Regions from separate parts of the Mus musculus genome. Here region 1 is linked to region 2. The links are chromatin contacts, called in public promoter capture Hi-C maps. All regions are on one chromosome and are shown on one strand. The core of a region is the stretch at or near the end of the contact, and the rest is flanking DNA. Distances in the headings are between cores, read along the strand shown.

What was found. Promoter capture Hi-C pulls out the DNA fragments that hold promoters and counts their contacts.
Region 1: a promoter capture Hi-C map of the C10 cell line shows a contact between it and region 2. A contact is called at or near these places in 12 of 39 promoter capture datasets (the 3T3-L1 cell line, 3T3-L1-derived adipocytes, the C10 cell line and 8 more), 7 of 130 datasets of targeted methods (the 230-238 cell line, the NIH/3T3 cell line, embryonic basal ganglia and 4 more) and 2 of 9 other capture datasets (adipose tissue and embryonic stem cells).

The regions. Positions count from the first base shown.
Region 1 is chr19:36,372,454-36,377,423 of GRCm38.p6, reverse strand. It overlaps a transcript of Pcgf5 not described here. Among named protein-coding and RNA genes, the nearest start is that of Pcgf5, 35 kb to the left of the region's middle.
Region 2 is chr19:36,101,570-36,105,919 of GRCm38.p6, reverse strand. Rpp30 (ribonuclease P/MRP 30 subunit) reads right to left here. Exons shown (of 11, transcript NM_019428.3): 10 at 4,020-4,099; 11 at 1,147-1,584. The coding sequence ends at 1,475. Among named protein-coding and RNA genes, the nearest start is that of Ankrd1, 16 kb to the left of the region's middle.

The sequences.
Region 1 (4,970 bases), core at 589-3,088, 270 kb before region 2:
GACTGGGTTCCCAGAGTGCACAGCAGAGATGCTTTTCTGGAATTCACCCTTCTTGAGTGACTTTTCTCTCTTCATCCCGTTTCCATACTTGCCTGGTAGTGCTTCGGGGAGGGGGTGTGTGATGGTTTGTATATGCTCGGTCCAGGGAGTGGCACTATTAGAAGGTTGGGTCCTGTTGGAGTGGGTGTGGCCTTGTTGGAGCAGGTGTGTCACTGTGGGTGTAGGCTTTAAGACCCTCATCTTAGCTGCCTGCAAGTCACTGTTCTGCTAGCAGCCTTCATTTGAAGATGTAGAATTCTCTGCTCCTCTTGTACCATGCCTGCCTGGATGCTGCCATGTTCCTGCCTTGATGATAATGGGCTGAACCAGTAAGCCAGCCCCAATTAAATGTTGTCCTTATATGAGTTGCCTTGGTCACGGTGTCTATTCACAGCAGTGAACCCAAACGAAGACAGGGTGTTTCTCAAGCTTTTGTGATAGGAGGGGGTAAGGGAGTCTGTGCTATGGAAAGCCACACTAATTACTTTATCACCTCACTTCCTCATTTGCCAGACAGGATGGCTCCATAAGTATCTCTAAGGCTTCATCAATGAGACCTACAAAACTTCAGTAGCAAACTAAGACTGACCATAAACTTTATTTTTTTCTAAAACAAAAAAACAAACAAACATAAACAAAAAAAACCCCTCATTTACTTTTACTTTGCATGTGTGAGTGTTTGCCTACATGTATGTTTTATGTACTGCATGCCTGCCTGGTGCCCAAGGAAGCTAGACTAGAGTATATGATCCCCTGGAACGGGAGCTAAGGATCACTGTGAGCTACCACGTGGGTCCTGGGAACCAAACCTGGGTCCTATGGAAGGGCAGTAAGAGCTCTTAACCACTGAACCATCCCACCAGCCCTAGAGGTCACTAGTTGTTAATGAACACCCTGCATCATCTGATATGCATCATATCATCATATGTAAAAGATGAGGCCTTGTTTCACCTACAGTAATGTGGAAGGTGCTCAGGGACACAGCTGAGGCCTGGAAGCGGGGCTTTCGTGGAGTGCTTTCAAGGATTGCTTTAGGATGCAGGGATGGACTTTGCCCAGGTCACTTCCTCAAGGTGAGCAACAGGCAGTGACTGAGGCCTGACGATCACAGCCAAGTCAACAGAGGGCTAAAAAGCCATTCTAGCTCCAGACTCCCCGTGAGGCTGGTAGGGCAGAAAGTTGCCTAATTTCTCCTTTGGCCTCCTTACCTCCAACTCTCTCTATGAGCGGGGGTGGGGGGGGCGGGGTACAGAGGCCAGAGGAGGATATTAGGTATTCTGTTCTTGGGTCTCTGCCTTACTCCTTTCAGATAGGATCATGATTCCTATCATTGAAATTGGAGCTATGAAACCTCAGTGATCCTGAGGTCTCTACCGCCCCCCCACCCAGGACTGGAGACACACACACAGCCAAGCACAGATTTTTCCATAGGTATTAAAATCTGAACTCCGCTCTTCATCCTTATACAGCAAGCAGTTATTTTCCTCTCCTCCCTGCCTCTCTTATACAAAGAGTGCCACCTTTCCCCTGCGAGAACCAAAGCTGTGACAAGAAAACTTTTACATTTACATATGAACTTCTCTGTACTGTGTGGAACTTTACTGACGGAGGCAGGAGGCAGAGCTGTCCTTTCTTGACGCCCTAGAACCCACAAATGAGCTGGGGAGAAAGAGAAAGGCAGCGGGGGTTTTTAACAGAATGGAACGAGGGAGACACAAACCTGTTAGGTTTGGGGTGCAGTTTCAGTTTCTGAACAGAGCAAGAAATACGTGAAAGGTCGGCCGGTAGGGCCAGTGAAACTGAAAGCAGAGAACACAGCTGAGGTGGCCAGAGACGATGACATAAGAGAAACATCTGAGGAGAGCTAGACCCGGCTCCCTGGCAGGTGACACAGTGGGTACACAGCCAAGACTCCTGCAGTACAGCCACCCCTATCTAAAGCAGGGTCCTGGCCTTCAGAAAACTCCCTCTGATCCACAGAGGTTGGGCCACGAGATGAGAGGCCAAATGTCATGTGGAAATTCCCAGTTAAGTGCAGGGTTGAATTGGTTCTACTGTGGAGCCCAGGGGGGGATCCCCGGGGTGCTGCCACCAGAAAGGACCTTTACAGTGAGCCTTCCTGACAGCTGAAGGGCAGGGAGGGGCCTGGGCTCCTGGTGACAGTCAGCCTTGCTCTCTGGAGGGAAAGCTGGTCATGGCCGCAGCTCTGCTGATGGTCATGCCTATGCATCAGCCCCTCTGCTGCACAGTGGCCAGGAGGTTGGAGGTGTGGCGAGTTAGAGGCACTGAAGTGACTGATACTTAAGGTGATAAGCTGTGGAAGAGTCTAGAAGAAGCCAAAGGGGTTGGTCTTACTTGAAAGAGGGTGGCCCCACCGAGAGAAGGAAAGTATCAGATGCAAGGACAACACACATCCCAAGGTGGCGCTGAGAACGGGCAGAGGGGTCAGCTCTCGTAGGGCCCTCTGGCTTCTACTTTAAACCACGTGATGTAGTTGGGTAGAGTGACATAACCTGACATTCCTGCAGCCCTCTGCTACTCTTTAAATGTGAACTGTCCCCTCCAGGTTCACATTTGTGCACTAGGTCCACAGTTGCTGTCGTTGTACTGGAAAGTCGGGGAGCTTTCTGAAGCCTAGCTGGAGGAAACAGCTCACTTGGGACTTGAGGTTACAGCACCCTCTTTGAGGCTGCCTCTTCCTGGCTGCTGTCACGCTATAACCAGCCACTGTATGGTTCTTGTGCCACAGTGGAGTCACTCCGGTCACTATCCTGTCACCATGCCTCCCCTGCCATGACAGACCGTGGTCCTGAACGCTGGGCCACAGTACGGTCCCCTACATTCTCTCAGTTATTCTGCCACAGCAATGAGAACAACTAACAAGCTTTCTACAGGATTTACTTTCTTACAAAATACTGACTTCACAACCTGACCAACTAAACATGCTGTGAGCTCACTACCTCAACCCTAAGTATGTAGACTGTGAGAGAAGGCGCTGTTTGGCCACTGGTAAAGTAATTAACCGTCTCACTTATATGTAATTAACACAAGGAATCAATAACACACCATCTTGGGAAGAGCCTGCGTTCCCTTCATATATGACGGTGTGAACCCAAACCCAAAAACAGACAACAGAGGTCTATACAACTCACTACTGTTAAGGGCAAAACAACAAAAGTTTGTATTTCTTTGGGACACTTAGATGATGTCCCCAAACCGAATTCTATTTCTCACTTCTAAAGACTGATGCCAAGAGTTAAGGGATGGACACAGGTGCAGCAGCCGTGTGGGAAGGTTCGAATGCGTGGGTTTCATTCACAGGTCACGTGCTCGAGCAGAGTATCCAAGAGAGGCTATTATTATAATGAGACTGAATCAAGGCAGGACGTTTGGGAGGTAGGAGGTGGGCAGAGCCTGCTCAAGGCAGGAAGGTAGCTGTGAGGAAGAACCAAACAAAGGGTCACTGTACGCTTGCTCTGCCACCAGAGCTTCCCCTGATCCAGGTGAGTCTCGGGTGTGGCCTCTGTTTGCAAAACTGTTTGGAATTCACTGGCAAAACCAAATACGACTTCTATGTATGGATCTTTGTAATGCACCAGTAGTTTGTCACTCCCATTGCTGTGTGAGACAGGGTTTCATGATGTAGACCAGGCTGACCTCAAACTCAAAGAGATCCACCTGCCTCTGCCTTCTGAGTGCTGGGATTAAAGGTGTGTGCTACCGTATCGGCTGACTCCTGGTTTGGGTGTCTCTTCGTAATACTTAATGAATTCACTAACAAACTATTAAAAAAAAAGTGACTTATGTTTTTAAGGGGGAAAAATGGGAGTAAGGAAAGGATTATTGAGATGTGATTGAACAAAATGAATTCTTCTGTTCCTGGAGGGAGGGGAAAGGTATGTCTGGGGAGTAGGGTGGCTGCCCAGAACCAGTCAACAGAGATGTCAGCAGAGCTGAGGGTCCACTCTCTCTGGAAGCAAGGCTCCCACTGTCAGCCCTTTCATCACAAAATTCACAAGTCCATTGTGAGCTTAAAACTGCCATTTAACCTCACTGACTCTCTCCCTTCAGTGTAAAAGGCGGGCTGCCGTATAAATCGCAGCTGCCAGGGGTTAAGTAATATAACACAGACGTCACACTTAGCACAATGCTTGAACAGCAGCAAGCCCTCAATAAATGTCAGTGCTTGCTGGGAGGCCAGCACTGCCTGTGGTGATCTTAGTTTCCACAGCCATACATCGGGGCAGCCACCCTTGGGAAATAATATGGCATAGAGAAGTCACATCGACAGACAGGAATATGCCTGGAGAACTGGGGTATCTCAGATCAGGCACCAGACACGTCAACAGCCCTGTAGGTGATTCCGGCCGCAAGCTTTGAGCCTGCCCTGTGAATACCAGGTGGAACAGGGACGGGCCACACAGCCACGTTCCAGACTGGAGAAATGGTGGGAGATAACAGGTGATTACTGTTGTTTGAAGTCATCACGCCTTGGAGTGGTCAGACCATGGGGTGAGGATGGGAGTCAGGGGTAAGATGAACAAAGAATAATAATCATAAAAACTATGTAGTCTACAACCATAGTGTTGACTCCTTCCAGATGGGGGAAGTTTGAGGGCAAGGAGAATTTCAAGCTACACACACACACACACAAAAACACACACACACACACACACACACACACACACACACACACGCACAGGGGGGGGGTTGAGAATTAGTCTGTGTGTGTGATGTAGTTGGGAAAAGTAGTTCATAGGAATACATAGGAGTGCACAGGACGCCAATAAATCAGTTTTTCATTGAGAAGGAACTGGGTGGCTGTGTGTGCCAAAAGTACTGTGTGACATTCTGTTAGGGTATTATGGAAAGTCTCTCTGAGGATGCAACACCTCTATTAAAACTTGCAGGACTGAAGCCATGGAAAGACT
Region 2 (4,350 bases), core at 635-3,134:
CCAGTGACGCTAGATCATCGCTGTTCATGATCACCACGTATGCACAGTTTCTTTATCCACTAATCTACTGATGTCTAGGCTGGTTTTTCCCCTGGGGAGTATCCAACGAACAGTCACTGATGCTTGACTTACAGTTGTAATTATGCTTTACATATGTGTGCACAAACTCCACAGATGTACCTATACAATATTCTCCCACTATTTTTGCCTCTTTCATTGTAGTTGGTCTCAAACTTGTAATTTTTCTGCTTCGGTCATAATTGGGAACTACCATACATAATACTTGTCAAGGATATTCACTGCTACGTATAAAATTAAGAGTAGGTACTGGTTTTTAATCATATCTTTTTTGCCATCTATTTGAATATTCATTTCTCTTACTTCTCCTATCACTGTGAGAGGAAAAGGCACTACAAAGCACTGAGACAGCATTACAATCCAGACTAAAGCTTCACTCATGAACAATGTGCTTACGTGTTAGTACTTGAGCTCAGCACCTATGTCTGCGAAGCTGGCATGAGCACCCTTTTACACACTGCTTTTCTCACCTTCAGAGCACCAGTCATCTTTTTTCCTTCAGTTAATTCCACATCCTTGGGGTCCTTAGATCAATATGGCATAAATGCAGATATTTACTGAAATGGCTATCTACTCAGTCTAATGAACTTGTTATTGAAAATTATTTCCAAAGGATATATATATATATATATATATATATATATATATATACACACACACACACATACATACATACATACATACATACATATATACATATATACATATATATATATATATATATATATATATATATATATATATATAAAATTTTAAATTTGAGCCAAATGCTTTACACCTTATAGCAACTAGGAAAATCACTATTAGCTATTGAGGGATTTCTAACTAAAGGGAGGACTATATCGTAAGGACAATTTGAAGGCAGGAGGGAGCGACTCGAGGGGACAAGTAACTCTTATGAGCATCCCTCTGCTTTTACAAGTGCAGAAGTCCTTTAGGAAGGTTTTAACTCAAGCAGTAAAAAAAGAGCTTAAAAAGTAATCAGTTGGCTAAAGTCACCCCCATAACAGGGCTTAAGTCTTCAAAATAACTACCTTTTTTGGATAGTAAAATTTAAAAATCCATATGTACCGAGTAGAAAAACGTTAATTTATTAGTTTTCAATGTCTTACAATACTGAGACATCTTATTTCAGTGTACCTACTGTTATTCATTATTCACATGAAGGATAAAATAGTTTTTCTCTTAAAGTATATCTAAATTAATTAAGCTGTTAGTCTTTAAAAAATGCTTCACTGGGTTTTATTTGCTGTTTTAATGGTCTGAATATAAAGTTGTTTTTATAGACTGTTGGTTTCTAGTTTAATGAAAATATCAACTCAGCAGAGTTTTATTTTTACAGTGACTGATGAGCTACGAAGGGGAGGAGGCAGTGCGTGGAGACTCAGGACTCGTCTCAGCCCTCACATTTAGCTTTCTTGCACACTGGAAGAGATTCATCATCTGCTTCTGATGGCCGTGGTTTCTTCACTGTAGAAATAATTCCAAAAGCAGTTTTTCTAGTTTCTGTAAAATAGAAACCACATTGAATAAAGATAGAACAGTTTTACTTGTTTCTGTTTCTTGAGACAGGATCTCACCAAGTAGCCCAGGCTGGCCTTGAACTCCTTACGCGGTCCAGCCAACTCTGACCCTCCTGCTTTAGCCTCCTAAGGGCAGAGATGACAGGTGTTGGTTTAGCCAGCATTACCCCATTTTCTTTGGCCTATAGCCCGGTAAACAGGAAAACCACAGAGAGCTCTCACGGGTGCAGATGCCATTTATGGTCAGTATTTTACCAGCTAGCTCGTTCCTAAGGGTTTCCTCTTAGATAAACTGCAGAGCAGGGATTCTCCATTGCTCTCTCCATGCCATCTGATGCAGTCAGAACCAGCCATAAGCATTGGTCTAGCATCTGCTTTATGTATGGTAAAAAGATCATAAGAGAAATCCCAGGCCCGGGTGCAGGAGTCGCCTGCACTGCTCCCACAGCAGGGGCTGTGGTGAGCTTACTCTACAGCACACACCATCACCCTCACTAGGCTACCAATGTACAATGTACCAACGTCCAGCAGTCATCTAACATGTGTGCTGGCAGAACACAGAATCAAGCTCACGTTTACCAATCCTTTATGTATGCTAATAATGAAGGGAAAAAGAGGGATTGCTTTGTATGCTCCGGTCAGTTTGGCAGTAGAGTTGAACTTCAACTTAGATTTGTTTTAAGTACATATTAACAGGACAGGCACTGTCATATGCAGTATATAAAATCCTTAGCAGTGGTTTTTAAATATTCAAAATGCTGGGTAAGTACATTACAAATAGACATATTAGAATGAAGGCACACAGGACAATCACCGCCTGATGAACTAAGGAACACACTGAAAAGTGACACTGGAGGAAGGGTGTGGTGAGGAGGAAGGAAGAGCAGAGCTGCAGGAGGAGTGGGCTCTGCCTCATTGTGGGCCTCACACTCCCCTCAGGTACACAAACCGTACATGTGCAGACCATGGAAGAAGTCCAGGAGTCGGAGCGAACTGTCTCAGGAGCAAGAGGACTAATGGGAGGTGGTGTGAGGGAGTATGCACAGAAGGACTGGTCTGAGGTTAGGAAGGGAACCTGCACAAGAGGACTAGTTGGGATCTGCGGGGTGTGGGGAGTGTAACTAGTATGCATGAAGGGGACTAATAGCTGTAAGGGGTGTGGAGTGGCAGGGAATATGCACAAGAGACTAACGGGGTGAGAAAGGAGGGTGGAGGGCATGTGCCCAGAGCACATTTATTAGACTTGCAAAAAATGGCCTTATGTAACCTAGTATAATATTTTTACATAACCAATGACGCCCCCCAACCCCTTGGGAAAAACACACCCAAAATACGTAACCGTAGATACATGATCATGTAAACCAAAATAAGAAACATTCTGAGTTATAATAAAAACAAAAGTTATAGACTGAGTTTAGATAGGTGGATTTAAAAAATGATGTTTCTGGGTTGTTTTGTTTTGTTTTGTTGTTGTTTTTTGAGACAAGGTTTCTCTGTGTAGCCCTGGCTGTCCTGGAACTCACTCTGTAGACCAGGTTGGCCTCGAACTTAGAAATTCACCTGCCTCTGCCTCCCAAGTGCTGGGATTAAAGGCGTGTGCCACCACTGCCCATCGACGTTTCTGGTTTTTTTTTTTTTTTACTTAATGGTTTGATGTTTTCGTTTCTTTTCTGTTCCTGTGTAAAATACTCTGATAAGAGCAACCCAGAGAGTAATCAGTTTATTTCAGCTCACAGTGCAAGGGTAGAGTCCATCTTGGAAGGGAGTTCAGGGGCACAGGAGCCTGAAGCAGCTGGCTGCATCCTATTCCCAGCTGAGGAGCGCATGTCTGAGTGCCAGTGCTCAGCTTGCTTTCTCTAGTTTATTCAATCCAGGATCCCTAGCCAGGAAGAGGGTCTTCTCACATCCACTAACCAAACACTCACATTCTCAGGGGCTTACCGAATCTAGATAACCCCTCACAGGTGATTCTGGAACGGGATGGTTCTAGATCCTGTCAAACTAACACTACTATTCCCACTCCTGTTTCTGAAACTTATTTATTTTAGCAGGGAGAAAGACCACCCAGAGAAAAGCAGGAGCGATGTTAAAAGCCTCTGAAAATGTGGGCTGGGGACAGTGTGTAGTTTGAAAGAACACATTCAACAGTCATTCTGTAATGCAAACTACATACAATGCACACACTACATACAATGCACACACTACATACAATGCACACACTACATACAATGCACACACTACAGAGAGGAAGGCCTGAAATGAGGGCAAGGAACAGAATATGGTTAGAACTGGTTGAGAAGACACCCTTATAAGAACTCTGTAGGAAGGATAGTTAAAGCACATATATGCCAATTATCTGATGATAACCTGCCTCTAACGAGACCATTCTGATTTTACTATAAATAACAACATGCTTACCTCCATGGAGAAATACAGCTCTGCAATTTGTGGACACGGCAGCCTTGCCATCATTTTCAGAAAGCCCAAACAGCAGTCCTCTGATAGGGTCATTAAGGACTTCAACCCAGAGTCCGCCAAGGATATGAGACAACACAAACACAAACACAAACGAAGGGCAGCTCACCTGCTCACAGTGGCAGACAGACTTAGCCTGCCTGAGACCTGCACCCAAGAAGTCTCAATTAACTGTTTTGTCCTGTACAGTCCCTTGTCTCTCTTTTCTGCTGCTTAATCCAAACACCAGGAGAAGAAGAAGAAAGCTACAACTAGTTGTTATTGACTTCCGAGG